Linked DNA regions of Mus musculus: region 1 is linked to region 2. Evidence: chromatin contacts called from public HiChIP or PLAC-seq data. All regions are on one chromosome and are shown on one strand. The core of a region is the stretch at or near the end of the contact, and the rest is flanking DNA. Distances in the headings are between cores, read along the strand shown.

What was found. HiChIP or PLAC-seq counts read pairs in DNA pulled down with a chosen protein or histone mark.
Region 1: a FOXA1 HiChIP or PLAC-seq map of pancreatic cancer cells shows a contact between it and region 2. The contact joins the promoter of Cops3 here to the enhancer-like site in region 2. A contact is called at or near these places in 3 of 39 promoter capture datasets (hippocampal neurons, pre-B cells and trophoblast stem cells), 3 of 484 Hi-C or Micro-C datasets (the HL-1 cell line, nephron progenitors and pre-B cells), 2 of 115 datasets of contacts at active chromatin or transcription factors (embryonic stem cells and pancreatic cancer cells) and 3 of 9 other capture datasets (adipose tissue, liver and pancreatic islet).

What each region holds. Positions count from the first base shown.
Region 1 is chr11:59,835,871-59,842,517 of GRCm38.p6, forward strand. It overlaps Cops3 (COP9 signalosome subunit 3), which reads right to left and starts at 3,897. Exons shown (of 12, transcript NM_011991.1): 1 at 3,800-3,897; 2 at 1,021-1,150. The coding sequence starts at 3,854.
Region 2 is chr11:59,634,896-59,642,234 of GRCm38.p6, forward strand. It overlaps Gm33998 (a long non-coding RNA gene), which reads right to left. Exons shown (of 3, transcript XR_388694.3): 2 at 4,915-5,002; 3 at 147-2,119. Among named protein-coding and RNA genes, the nearest start is that of Gm33998, 4.8 kb to the right of the region's middle. Within about 2 kb of position 1,371, at least 130 of the 459 cell types and tissues checked have an H3K27ac peak or open chromatin away from gene starts, as enhancers often do. A contact at or near this core is called in the HL-1 cell line, pancreatic cancer cells and trophoblast stem cells, where this site is marked.

The DNA of each region.
Region 1 (6,647 bases), core at 2,647-5,146, 200 kb after region 2:
GCCTAGCTTTTTTTAAAGGAAATTTTCAAGGAGCAAGATGGCTCAGAGACTAAGAACACCACTGTTCTTACAAAGGACTTAGTTCAGTTCCCAGCACCAATGTCAGGTGGCTCACAGCTGCCTGTAACTTCAGCTCCTCTTCTGTCCTCTAAGGGCACCCCACAACACAAACACACAAATTAAAAAAAATATTTTAAACCAGCCTGGTTCAGGACAGCCAGGGCTACAAAGAGAAACCCTGTCTTAAAAATCAACAAGGGCTGGAGAGGTGATTCAGTGGTTAAGAGCACTGACTGCTCTACCAGAGGTTCTGAGTTCAATTTCCAGCAACCACATGGTGGCTCACAACCATCTGTAATGAGATCTGATGCCCTCTTCTGGTGTGTCTGAAGACAACTATAGTGTACTTATATATACATAAAATAAATAAATCTTTAAAAAAAAAAAACAACAAAAATTTCAAAAATTCAAATTTGTACATACATAAATGAATGAAAATGATAAATTTGCAAGCTGGATCATTCACTCTGAAGTTAAGAGAACTTGTTCCTCTTGCAGAGAGCCTGGGTTAGGACCCAGTACACATATGGTGGCTCACAACCACTCATAACTCCAGTTTCAGGGGAATCCAACACCCTCTTCTGACTTTTGAACACACCAGAAATGCATGTGGTATACATGAATACATGCAAGCAAAATACTCATACACATGAAATACACATAAACCTTTCAAAAAATTATAAAACTGGTGTCATGTGTAGTAGTGTACACCTTTAATCCCAGCACTCAGAGGCAGAGGCAGGTGGATCTCTTTAGTTTGAGGTCAACCTGGTCTACAAAGTGAGTTCCACGACAGTCAGGGAGCCAGGCTACAGAGAGATCCTGTCTCCAAACAAACAAAAGACATGGAACTGAACACAATATAATAGTAAGCTGCGATTTGCTGGAGCATATGCGCACACTAGAAAACACAGACTGTAATAAGCACAAACCTACAAAAGAAAAGAAAATGTCCCTTACAGAACAGCAAGGACACCCAAAGAGTGTTCTTGAACATCTAAAGCCCCAAGCACAGTGTCCAGATGGGACAAGTTCTTCGCAAGGAGTTCTCCACTCTTGTTGATGAGTTCACAAAGCTGAGTCATTTGCCCTGCAAAACAGAACACTAGCATTCAGTTAGGGTAATAACTAAAGAACACTAACCAGACTTCCTTCTCAAATGCTTGGATGATTTGTTATGTCTTCCTCTGAGACTAGGATGAGAACAAACAACTTGCCCCTGCCTCAAAGCTAGTCAGAGGAAACACAAGACCTCCCAATCCCCTCTGGGCTCCAGAAAGCGCCTGCAGTTCCTAAAGCCAGAAGTCTACATATCACTGTCACTGTCTTTCTCAGAACCAAACAGGACTTACATTATGCCATAAGTTCCTCAGCTCCACTCCTCTCCCTTTCACGTCTTAATTCCGAACATTATCACTTCTTGTATGGACTACTTGGCATATCTTCTAAATGGTATATATGTTTATTCCAAATTCTACTTCTTATTATGCAAACTCAATCAAATTACACTCTAGGCTTTAATAAATCCAAACACCCCAGCTCAGTGTCCAGAGCCAACTTAATAACTGGTTTCTACTGACTCACCTCCCGGTCATTCATCAACTTGGGCTCTTCTCTCTGCCCTCGCCATAATTTCATTCCCCACGACTCACTATCCACCTACTCTGTGCCCTCAATGTACTACAAGAGACTGTGGTGACCAGGTAACTCAAAGTGAATCCACGTGTAAGGGTCTACTGAGCAGCTAAGCAACAGCTCCTTGGACTGACTAGCCTCCAAACTGCTAAAAAAAAAAAAAAAAAGGGGCTGGTGAGATGGCTCAGCGGGTAAGAGCACCCGACTGTTCTTCTGAAGGTCCTGAGTTCAATTCCCAGCAACCACATGGTGGCTCACAACCATCCCTAACAAGATCTGACGCCCTCTTCTGGAGTGTCTGAAGACAGCTACAGTGTACTTACATATAATAAATAAATAAATCTTTAAAAAAAAAAAAAAAAAAAAAAAAAGTTCCACTTAATGGCATTATAGTGTGGCTAGGAGAAAAGACAGGTGGGTCTCTGTAAATTCCAGGCCAGCAGGATTACACAGTGAGACCCTACCTCCAAAGCAAACAAAAACCAAGTGCATGTTTACAGACAATCTACAAAACTAAAGAGAACCCTCTCCCATCCAGAGTCTATACTCCAGCTAGCCTCATTCTTTTCTCAGAAGCAACCCAGTGTTACCAGTGAACACCTTAAGGATCTAAAGACAGTCCACATGAATAGGAATACTCACCCATGCGCCATGCAGTCTATTTATTCACATAGATGGCACTGTGTTGTGTACACTATTAAGCATCTTTCTGCTATTTAATGATGACCTCAGATTCCTTTTCAGTTTGCAAAAAGTATATGCACTTTTCTTCCCACAGCTGCATAGGAATCCATTTGTACGGCTGTGCTGTAATTGTCTAATTTTAATTTTCTGTGTCTGTATGTGGTTATGTGCATGTAAGTGAAGGTGCGTGAAGAGACAGAAGAGGATGTTAGGTTTTGGGTCCCTTGAAGCTGGTGTTACAAGGGGTTGGGTGTCCACTAACAATGCCAGGAACTGAACTCTGGTCCTCTGAAAGAGTAGTACATGCTGAGAGCTGTTCTCCAGCTCCACTTAATTAACTTATTTAGAGACAAGGTTCTCATTGTGTAATGCTGGCTGGCCTTGAACTCAAGAGATCCACCTAACTCAGCCTCCAGAGTTAGGGGACTAAAGGAGTGCACGCCTATGCTCACTCCTTACTTAACTAGTCCTACCTGTATCGTATGGATGAATGACTTATTTAAAGAAAAAAAAAAATCACTCACAGGTGTCTATCTGGCCTGTGAGCTTAAGTCTATCACTGACAAGGAAAACGAGAATTACCATTTATTTTGCATGGTGTCATCATTTAAACCTTACAAGAGTTAGGTGGACAACTACCCGGACACACCTCATACCTCTCTTTTTCTACAGATGAAGAAACGAGCCTAACCTCACGGAATTTCCACATGTCAAAAGCATTTCTAACATGCTTTCTCCACTCCATTCCCTTAACTCTATTAAAGAGAGGTCACATTCTTCTGGCTCAAGATTATGGGTGTGTTCAAGTGACGAGATGAATGGACCAGACGGTATGCAAATTAAGGGGGGGAAATAAAGTAACAACTGTACGCCCTAGAGATGTAGTCCGACTACTGAAAGCTCCCTTGGAGCTCGGTTCGACCAAAATAGGGGCGGAGGATTCCGAGCGTGCGCCGCTGGCCAGCCAAGACTCACGCCTTCTAGCCAAGGAGCCTAGAAAAGACTCCCCTCCAGCCGCTAGAAGGGCCTGGTGGGGGCGGGGGGGCAGACCGGCAGGACGGACAGGACGCTAGACCAATCACCAAAAAGCAGTGATGGCCAAGGGACCAATGGGTGCTCCGGAATGCCCCTACCGGAAGTCACGCCCCCAAACTGTCAAGCGGCGCCCCGTGGCTGGGGCCCGGAGGGGGGGTGCTGGAGGGGGAGGGGAAGGAAAGTCTCCGGGGCCCGAGGCAGGGGAAGGCGACGGCAAGGACGACGGCGCACGACAGCACGAGGACTGCTCCCCTCGGCCGTGCGCTCCTACCCTAAGCACCAAGGCTTGAGCAGGTCCAGGGGGAGAGGCTAGAGAGCGAAGGGCGGTCCCAAATCCGCACCGGTGCCAGGGCATACCGGGCCAGCTCTGCGGCCCAGGCCTCACCTTGAGCTGAGAGCTGTCGGACACTGTTCACGAACTGCTCCAGAGCAGACGCCATGTTTCCCCCCGCTGGTGGCCCGAGCAACAGAGGTAAGCTCGCGCGGGAAAAAGCGACTGCTCTAGGAGGAGGGGCCCGGCGACCCACTAAAGCCTGGAGGCAGGTTGTGTCACTTCCGCCGGCCAAGCGCCGCGAGATCTTACCTGGCTGAGGCACCCCCTCCTGTCTCCATGGAAACAGTTCCGCTAGTCGCCGGAAGTCAGGTCCCCTCCCTCGCCTTTCATTGTAGTGCACTTGGGAAATCTCGTCTCATGTTAAATGGAAATAACGAAGAAAGGAAAGAATAACACTTAAGCACAAAATTTCTGGGCCCAGTTTTGCTTAGAATGACTGAACATTATTTTAAACCTAGCCACATACTTCCGACACGGCTCCATTGCCACTTCCGGAACATGTCACTAGAGAGCCATACTTTCTTCCAAAGGCAAGGGAAAATGACTCCTTTTGAAGGATGGGGAACTCGTTTTATAAGTTCCTAGGAATGGTGGCTTTTATCTAACGACCAGAAACCCTTCTGTATCTGAGGTTGTGCTCATTTCTGAACATACACAATGCCTGAGAACTAACAGCTTAGTGCTGGACAGTTTCCCAAGTCAAAGTGTAACATTAGGAAGGTTTTGAATTCTAAAGCTGAAAATTAAACACCAAGCAATTCCTCGGATTTCCAGGCTCCCCAGGTCTAGACTGAAGCAGTGATTTTTCTCATTCCATCTTTGGTTTCTTATATGACCATCATCTATCTGTAACAGTTAAACTCAGGTTAAACTTTCCCTCTGAAGCAAGCTCGGTAATCTAAGGCTAAGGGGTTCTGATAGATAGCACAGCACACTTTAGGTTCCTGCTTGGCTCGGAACTAATTTCTTTCCTAGGATTTCTAGTGCTGTAGCAAAGATGAGAAAAAGGTTACTTTGTATCACTTCATAAGATGAATGAAAGGCCTCAGGCAATGAGGCTTTAGAGGGAGACTCTTGAAAGCAACCGGGATCCAGGGTGTTAGTGTTACCGCTCTAAGGGGCAAGTTTTCCCTAATACAAGTGTTGCAGTTCCGAGGGGGCAATGCCAATGAATGTGTTACAGCTCCGGAAAGACTTCTCCAATGGAAGTATTACAGCTCTGAGGGGAGAGGTTGCTTGTGTGTAAGTGTGACAGCTGAAGGGAAAGTTATCCTGGCAGTCTGGAGCCAAGGAATGCCACAAAGTCACATGGCACATCAAACGTCACTCAAGAGATTGGGAGAGATAACAGAGGGTGCTGCCTCTCCTGGGAGAAGCAGCAGGGAATTGGTGAGGAGACAGGCTTATACAGAGTTTCATGGGGAAGGAGTTTTCCAGGGTAAAGATTTCCACGGTGAGGATTAGTGAGATTTCAAGCCAAACTCAAAGACTGGTGAGAGTTTGTGCTCAGGGATTCGTAGGTTTTGGAGCTGAGGAATTGGTGGGTTGGTGACAGGAAACGGTCACCAACAAGGATATTTAACCAGATTATAGGTTCCTGGTTTACAGTTGGAGATGGCACTACCCTCTGGAGGAATACTGCTTTATCTTCATCCTTCCAAGTGGTCAATGAACCACAGCTCCAAAGGGGGCAGAAACACCAGTACTAGTGGCATATCTAGTCATAACAAGAACTCTTTGCACACGTACTCACCAGTAAACCTCTATCTTGTTCCCAATATAGACCCACATATGGTTCTCTATAAGTTGACCGGGCATTACTATGGTCAAAGGGACTTTAGGGGTTGGACATCCCATTCTTTTGCTCATATAGCATCTTCATCTGTGGTCAAGCGGGTGGGCAACCACTCCCTGCTTGGATGGTATAGAGTAGTCAGGGATGAGCCAAGAGCCTGCATTTGTTGTCTCAGGGTAATGTTGCCCAACCCCTGTATGCTCTGATAAGGGGAGGCAGGAGTCCATAAAGGACAAGGGGAGAACCCTATGTGACTAGCAGGGCGAGACCTGATACCCAAGCAACTGGCAACAACTGGTCCCCAACCGGGGGACACTTAGTGAAGTCCACAACTGTGTTTTCAAATGGGGTTTCTCCAACACTCTGTACCCTTGAAGAGACATTAGGTCCCCAACTCAGGTTATTTTGGATACACATTTCACATTGTATACCACCTGGGCTGTGCTGGAGAGTCAAAGGATGTACAAAAGTCAGCTTAATAGGCCTTTATGAGCTTCCCAGATAAGGTGGGTCTTCTGGTGTAACTGACAAGACCTGAGACTATGGCCTCAGGAATTAGCCATTTTCAAATCCCCACCATCCATGTGGGAGACAGATTCCACTTTCAGTCTGATACTGAGTGTTAAGGATGTGAGTAGCTAGGCTCCCATTCTGCCACTGGCCTAAATCAGTGCATAAGGCACAGCTCTAGGTTCTACTGCTCCCTTGAAGGTGCAAGCTTCACTTCTCAGTCTTCTTTAGTTTCTTCCCTTGATGCCCTCCAAAGCATACAACTGCCACCTCTTTAGGTGACATACAGCATCTAAGAGTTCAAGGATTTCTTCTTATGTTTGCCTTGGTTTTGTTTGTTTGAGACAAGGTCTCACAATATTGCTCCGGCTGTCTTGGAACTCACTATGTAGACCAGGCAGACCTCAAACTCACAGAAACCTGCCTGCCTCTGCCTTCACCTTCGAGTGCCTGGATACCACTCCCGGCATGAATTCAAGGATTTCTTTGCCACGGGTTATATCTTTTCTTTCTGAGTTAGTTAGGCACTTTTTGCTCTATAAGGCTCATGTATGTGGAGGGTGGAAGGCATATTTAAGAGTCCGTGTGTATATT
Region 2 (7,339 bases), core at 121-2,620:
ATGTGAGCTCCAGGCTAGCCTGAATACATGATGCATTGTATCTATAAACAGGAAGGAAAGGGGGTGAGAGGAGGGAGAAAAAGAGGAAAAATTCTCCTCAAACCATGTCTGTGTGAAATATAACAGACTTTTTTTTTATGTCATTACATCCTAAATAATATAGCGATTTGCACGATTACATTGTGCTGGGTGCTATGTGCAATCTAGGCAAACTTTGAAGTCCGGGAGAGCATGTGCATCGGGCCTTGAGCGTCTGTAAGTTTGAGCGTCTGCATAGGCCCTCCAACCAGTCCCCCAAACACTTAAGGACTGCAGTGTTTGGTCACTCCCTACCTCCAGGTCTCTCTGACTCCAGACATGAGCTGATGATGGTAAGACTTTGTAGCATTAAAGCGTGAGAGGCAGAACAAACGGGGCTGAGCTACGTCCACTGTCCATCTATCTCTGCGTGTACCCTGCTCCCAGGCTGTTTGGCATGACTTGGGGCGGACTCCTTGCTCTGATCTCAGCTCCTTCCTCCTGCTCCCCGGCTGGCTTGTTTAACCACTGTGGGTGTTCCTACACTGAAACTAGACAGTCCTTGGAGTTCTCACTAACAAGTCTGGGCAAGTGGAGGCCAAAGCCTGACCTCAACTGCTTACCCATGTTCTGTCACCTCCAGCCCGAGGCTGCACCACCACTAGATGAGGGGCTGTGGTTCCTAGGTTCAGATGTGGGCTGGCTGTACCCTTTTGTAGAGTCAGGCTGAGAGCCAGGGCCATAACGTAGTGATCCCCAGCCTGCATCTGGTCAGCACATGTGCTGAATCTGGCAGACAATTTCAATTTTTTTAAAAATTGAATTCATCGCCAACATTTGAATATCACTAGTTTCCTTGTAGAAATACATTTAAAAATTTTTTAAATTTATTGATTAATTGATTGAATCTTTGTAAAAACAGGTCTGCTTTCCAACAAGGTACCTTTGTCAGAAAGGGTTGAGGCTTGAAGGACACAGTCCTCTTACCAAGCCGCTCTATCTCTTGATGCTGTATACCCAGCTCTTAGGCGTCTGAGTAGTAATCTAGAACTTTCTTCTCATTGCATGACTCAGAAATGGTAAGAAGACTCTAAGTAAGTCTAACAAAACACTTAGGAACTGAACTGTATCCTGCCCCCACTACAGGTCTCAAATCTCTTCAGCAAGATGGATGAGAATTCCATACAGCTAGGACAGCTGGAATTTTGGGGAGGCAAAGATACATTCCCAGAATCCCCCAGAGTCCTGAGGACACCCACACCCTTTGTCCCAGCCACCGTAAGAAAGGCTACACTGATAAAGGCCCTGGGCAACCGGATGACAACATTCTTGGACTCAGATTGAGTGGGAAGGGCCACCTGCTCAGCACATAGCTCAGGGCTGCCAAGAGGGCAGTGGCTGTTGGGCTACTGGAAGCAGGGGTGCCAGCCCTGCTTGGCATTTCAACAATGCCACAAGTACCCAAGCCATAGTAGGGAAGCCACATAGACTCATTCTGCAAGGACTTAAGGGGAAAATGCCACTCTTGTAGGCGGGGATTCTGGGTCTGCCCACCCGCCCCGACTTAGCTCCTTCTGAACATTGTTATCGAGGAGGGAATACCTCCTCATAAACCCGAGGCACAGACAGGACTGGCTGACACGGTGCCAGGCAGGGCCTTTGGGAGCATGGTCAAGGGCTGGCATGACCCAGTTAGTAAATGATGTGAGCCAGCCGTTCTCCTCATCTGCAGCCCACAAAGGAGTCTGAAATGGCTTCTTCTCTAGGCCAACGTTGTATTATAGTTGCAGTGCTCCAAATGCTGTCAGCGTGGCATAACGAAGGCTTTGTCACAGGTAACAGCAGGGGAAAGTCCACAGGGGATAGGAGAAACAATAGGTCCCTTCCAGATAGCCTCACAGGTCAGGGAAATGTGGTGGCTCTGGGTCACAGAAAGCTTCACAGTCCAAGATTATTTTGTCAGGTTTACCAGGAGGGTGTAGCAGCAGTTGTAGAACATGTTCAAGTTCAGGTCTTGGGACCTTTGGTCAGTGTTTTGCGTCTCTGAGCTCCACCTTAGGTAGGTATGACTCTCAGTCCCCTTTTGAATCTGTTTGGAAGACTGAACAGAATACTGAATGTAAATCACTGGCCATCAGTGGCTAAACGGAGGTGACAAGCTAGCCCACACCATAGCTCCCAAACATGTTTAATCTCTGAGCTTTGGGGTATGCACCACGCTATCTATCTTTCAAGCAGGAAGTGACTCAGGCACCCATCCCAGTGGTTAGCATGGGAGGGAGGAAGTTCCTCTTTAGTGTTTGCGGCAGGTCATCTGTGGTTGGCTACAGTGGCTGGGGATACAGGTTAGGCTAAGTGGGGTGTGGCCAGACCCTTTTGCTCTCAGGAAACATCTCGTACTTTTGCTGAGCATTGGCCTTCTGGGAATATAGACAAGAAGGCATCACACAGAATGTAGCCTTGTAGACCAAGGCTTGGGAAATGTTTCTGTTTATATGGAACAGGAAGTTGGGAAAAAATACTATGGACTCTTTTTTTTTTTCTTTAATACTAGGGCCATCTCTCCCTTTTGTGGGACAGCAACTCATTATCTCCCTTTAATGTCTTGCTATGCACTGTCTCTTTCGATGTTTATTTCCACTTTTTATTAATTTTTATTTTTTTTTTTCAGACAAGATCTCATCTTCCTACCCAGGCTGATTTTACCCCGTGCATCTCTCCAACATCAGCATCCCGAGTGCTCAGTTACAGGGATAAGCCACATGCCTGGCTTCTTTCAACATGTATTTTAAAATGTATTTGCTAACATTAAAATATGAAATCTGGTCGGGTGGTGGTGGTGCATGCCTTTAATCCCAGCACTCAGGAGGAAACAGAGACAGGCAGATCTCTGAGTTGGAGGCCAGTCTGGTCCACATGATAAATTCCAAAGTAGCCAGAGCTACAGAGTAAAACCTTATCTTCTCAACAATGTGTATGTGTGTGTGTGTGTGTGTGTGTGTGTGTGTGTGTGTGAATGTGCGTGCTGTACCCATGTAACAGCCTATAAGTTGGCCACAGAAGAATGGTAAAATGGTATGTCCACAGGTACCAGGAGGGTGAGTCTTGAAACCACGAGGCTGGGTGAAGGCTGCAGACCACAGATCATATGCCATATGACTTTATGATGTGAAAATGTCCAAACAGGCAAGCCAAAGAGTCAGAGGCCAGATGAGCGTGGGGAGCAGAGAAAGGTCTGAGTGAATGTGTGTTGCTGAACACAGCCATGTCAAGGACCCCAGTGCCTCAGACCCATGGGAACTGGCAAAGCCTTCATCTGATCCGAGTGTGAATATAGACAGTGTATTCAGAAACGATCAACCAACTTCCTCCTCTGGGATGACTGCAGCCCAAGACTGATCCCCTACAAAGACTTCTCAGAAAGATTAACTAAACATGTCTCCTGTTTATGTGTATACTGTGAGCCTGCTTCCTTATCCAGCTGTATATGATAAACCCTCTACCTTGGCTCAGAGTATAAATAAAGGTGCTGGGATTCCCCACTGTTGGTGGCACCGCTGGTGCCCTCCACTAGGGTGAGCACAGCCCACCTGATCCCAGCTTTTCCGTGTGTATCCTTTCTTCATCCCTTCAACGCCCCACTTAGGTCAACCCTTACAGCTGTACAGAATGTGGCACATCAGCGGCTGGAGTTGCAGCCCAGTGGAGACATAGATGGCACTGGCGTGAAGAGAACATGTAGGAATGGGAGACGTGGCTCAGCAGTTAAGAGCACTTGCTGCTATTGCTGAGGACTCGAGCTCAATTCCCAGCACCTATGTCACATGGCTTCCAACAGCCTAGCTTCTGCCTTCAAGGGACCCGACACTGTCTTCTGGCCTCTACAGGCACTGCACTCATATGCACATCCCCACACATAGACACATAACTAAAAATAAATTAACAAAAAATATGTAAAATGAGGCTGTGGTGGCAGTTGCACGCCGAATGGGACAGAAAGCAGAAGAACAGATATCTAGGCATAAATAAGGTACATGAATGATACCTCCATGAAGATGTGGATTAGTCTGCCAAAGTGTGACCAAGTGTCACCGACTGGGCAGCATTTCACATGTGAAATCGCTCTCCCCATGCAGGCAGGCCCACCCAGAACCCTGTGGGAAGGCCTTCCTCCAGACATTGCCCTGGCAACAGCTGGTATCACCATGCAGGCCCCACCAGTGAGTGCATTTGTACCCTGTTTCATCTTGGTATGAAGACATGAATCTATTGTGTTGGAGCCTATCCTAGCTGCATAGAAGATGCAGTAATTGTTCACACAGCTGCAGGCAGTTTGTAGGGTTCATAGCCAGAAGCAGGGTCTTGAGAGGATCTTTGGCTGTTAAACCCAGGCCTGTGGTATCGCCCCTCCCTCTGACAAACCTCTGTCACCTGTTCCTCAGATGCCTGATTTGACCTAGCTCTGTGTCTTATAGTTCCCAGACCCATGGTTCATTAAAGCTTCTCTGGTCCACAGGCCTGGGAAAATGTCAGTAACTAGCTACACACAGCTTCCGGAAAGGCTACTCAGCCCAGAGCTTCAGTTTACTGTCTAAGGCAGTTAGCCTCTGTAGGGCTAGCAGTGAAAAAGCGCGGGGGGGGGGGTGTTTACTCGTGGCAGGCAGGAATAGCAACACCTGAGGCACAAGGAGTCCTAGGTGAATGGGTCTCCTCTCTCCAAGGTGACTGTCCACTCAGGACTGAGGGGGCAGCTAGGAGTGCCTTGGAGATTCAGGGCACAGTGAATTCCAAGGCATCCAGTGCTGCTACACACCTCCAAAGGATAGCAGGCTTCCCACCCCACACCAGCCTGTGCCCCTCAAGCTGCCCTACCCACTGCCTCTATGCCACACTTACCTAATTGACTGTCTCGGAAGAGGGCTCCTTGAAGCAGATGTTGAGACGAAGATGCTGGCACTGAGCCCCTCCTTTGAGTGACACGATCCTAGGAAGCACCAGTAGCGAGAGACAGTGGAGGGAGGAGGAAGCTTACTTTTTCTGTGCATTGGTGAGAGGGTCTGGATCTGGCCAGAAAATCTGAATGAGCTCAAGGGGACAGACAACCAGGAAGGACAGCCTGGACCCCAGCCAGGGTGTCTACCAGATGTGCAGCTTTGGGCATGTCACAGTGAACTTGCTGATGGAGAGAATGAGCTAGAAGGTCAACGGCAGGCAAAGGATCCAGGCCAGTTTTCTCTCTGAGCCCAGCTGGGTATCTGGCACACAGAGAGCTTAGCAAATATTTGTGGTTCCCAGTGTTACTCTCTCATTATTGATAACAGCTGTCAATTATTGAAGACTCCCTGTGCTCTGGACTCCGTGCTAAGTGCTGGATGTCCTGCCCTTCATCGCCACAGTCCCCTCACACCTGCCATCTGCACTTACACCTGTCATCTGTACTCACACCTGCCATCTGCACTCACACCTGCCATCTGCACTCACACCTGCCATCTGCACTCACACCAGCCATTCCCACTCACACCTGCCATTCCCACTCACACCTGCCATCTGCACTTACACCTGCCATTCCCACTCACACCTGCCGTCTGCACTTAACACCTGCCATCTGCACTCACACCTGCCATGTGCACTCACACCTGCCATTCCCACTCACACCTGCCATCTGCACTCACACCTGCCATTCCCACTCACACCTGCCATTCCCACTCACACCAGCCATTCCCACTCACACCTGCCATCTGCACTCACACCTGTCATCTGCACTCACACCAGCCATTCCCACTCACACCTGCCATCTGCACTCACACCTGCCATCTGCACTCACACCTGCCATGTGCACTCACACCTGCCATTCCCACTCACACCTGCCATCTGCACTCACACCTGCCATTCCCACTCACACCTGCCATTCCCACTCACACCAGCCATTCCCACTCACACCTGCCATCTGCACTCACACCTGCCATCTGCGCTCACACCTGCCATGTGCACTCACACCTGCCATTCCCACTCACACCTGCCATCTGCACTCACACCTGCCATTCCCACTCACACCTGCCATTCCCACTCACACCAGCCATTCCCACTCACACCTGCCATCTGCACTCACACCTGCCATCTACACTCACACCTGCAGAGACACAAGTAATAGTAACCAAAGTCACCCAACTCACAAACAATAAATCTGAGGCTTAACCCAGATGACAGAGCCCATTGTTTTTTTTTCCCCCAGACTTCCTTGTTTTAAATTTTAGTTTAAAAATAATGTCTGGCTGGGCAGGATGGCACATACCTTTAATCCCAGCACTTGGGAGGCAGAGGCAGGCAAATTTCTGAGTTTGAGGCTAGCCTGGTCTACAGAGTGAGTTCCAGGATAGCCAGGGCTACACAGAGAAACCCTGTCTCGAAAAAAAAAATGGTGTCTGGTCTCACACAAGCCTACACTTGAAGTGTAGTGTTCACCAGCACACTGACCACATGATGGAGACAGAACACACCCATCATCCCAACTCCGGGAAGTGGTCACGGTGGCTGGCTTGTAATCTCAGACATTCCTCTCCTTGAAGAGCTCGTCCGTGTACTAATGGAGCCCTTCAGTGTCTGGGTTGAGCAGCTTACCTGTGGCTGCACTGACTTTTCTTGCTTTTCTTCCTTTGTAGAGCCTCTCATATGCTGGTTTCTACCACAGAGCCACACCCCAGATATATATTCTTTTTCCTTTTGAGACCAGAACTGCTCTTAAACTTATAGACTATGTAGCCTTGACTAGCCTGGAACTAGCCTGGAACCCTGTGTAGACCAAGCTAGCCTCAAACTCACGGAGATTCACCTGCCTCTGCCTTCAGTGTGTTGGGCCTGAGGCTTTGGACACCATGCCTGACCTGATAAAGACTCTTCTGAGCAAATTCTGGTTGAGAACTACAGAGGGGGCGGGTTGTTTTTTCCTGGTCTCTTACACAACAGGAGCTTCTAATGAATGGGAAGAAATGAGCATATACCATGAAGAATAGGCCTGTGGGGTAAACACACCAAAGGTGCAGGATCTGACAGTTTTCACTGGGACTTGGTTTAATTCCTTTCCCATTAATAGCCTGTGGGGCCAGAATGGATATATACCACTACTTCTTCTTTCACGGAGATGAAACTAAAACCCAGTGGGACCAGGAAATGCAATCAAGGTCACTGTAAGAATAAGACCCAGCCAGAGCACTACCCAAGTGCCTCCTGTTCCCTCTCCCCTTACACTGGGTACCCATATGACTCTGTGAACTACTGAGTGGACTGCTTAAGAACCTGGAAGTCACGGCATCACACTAATTGA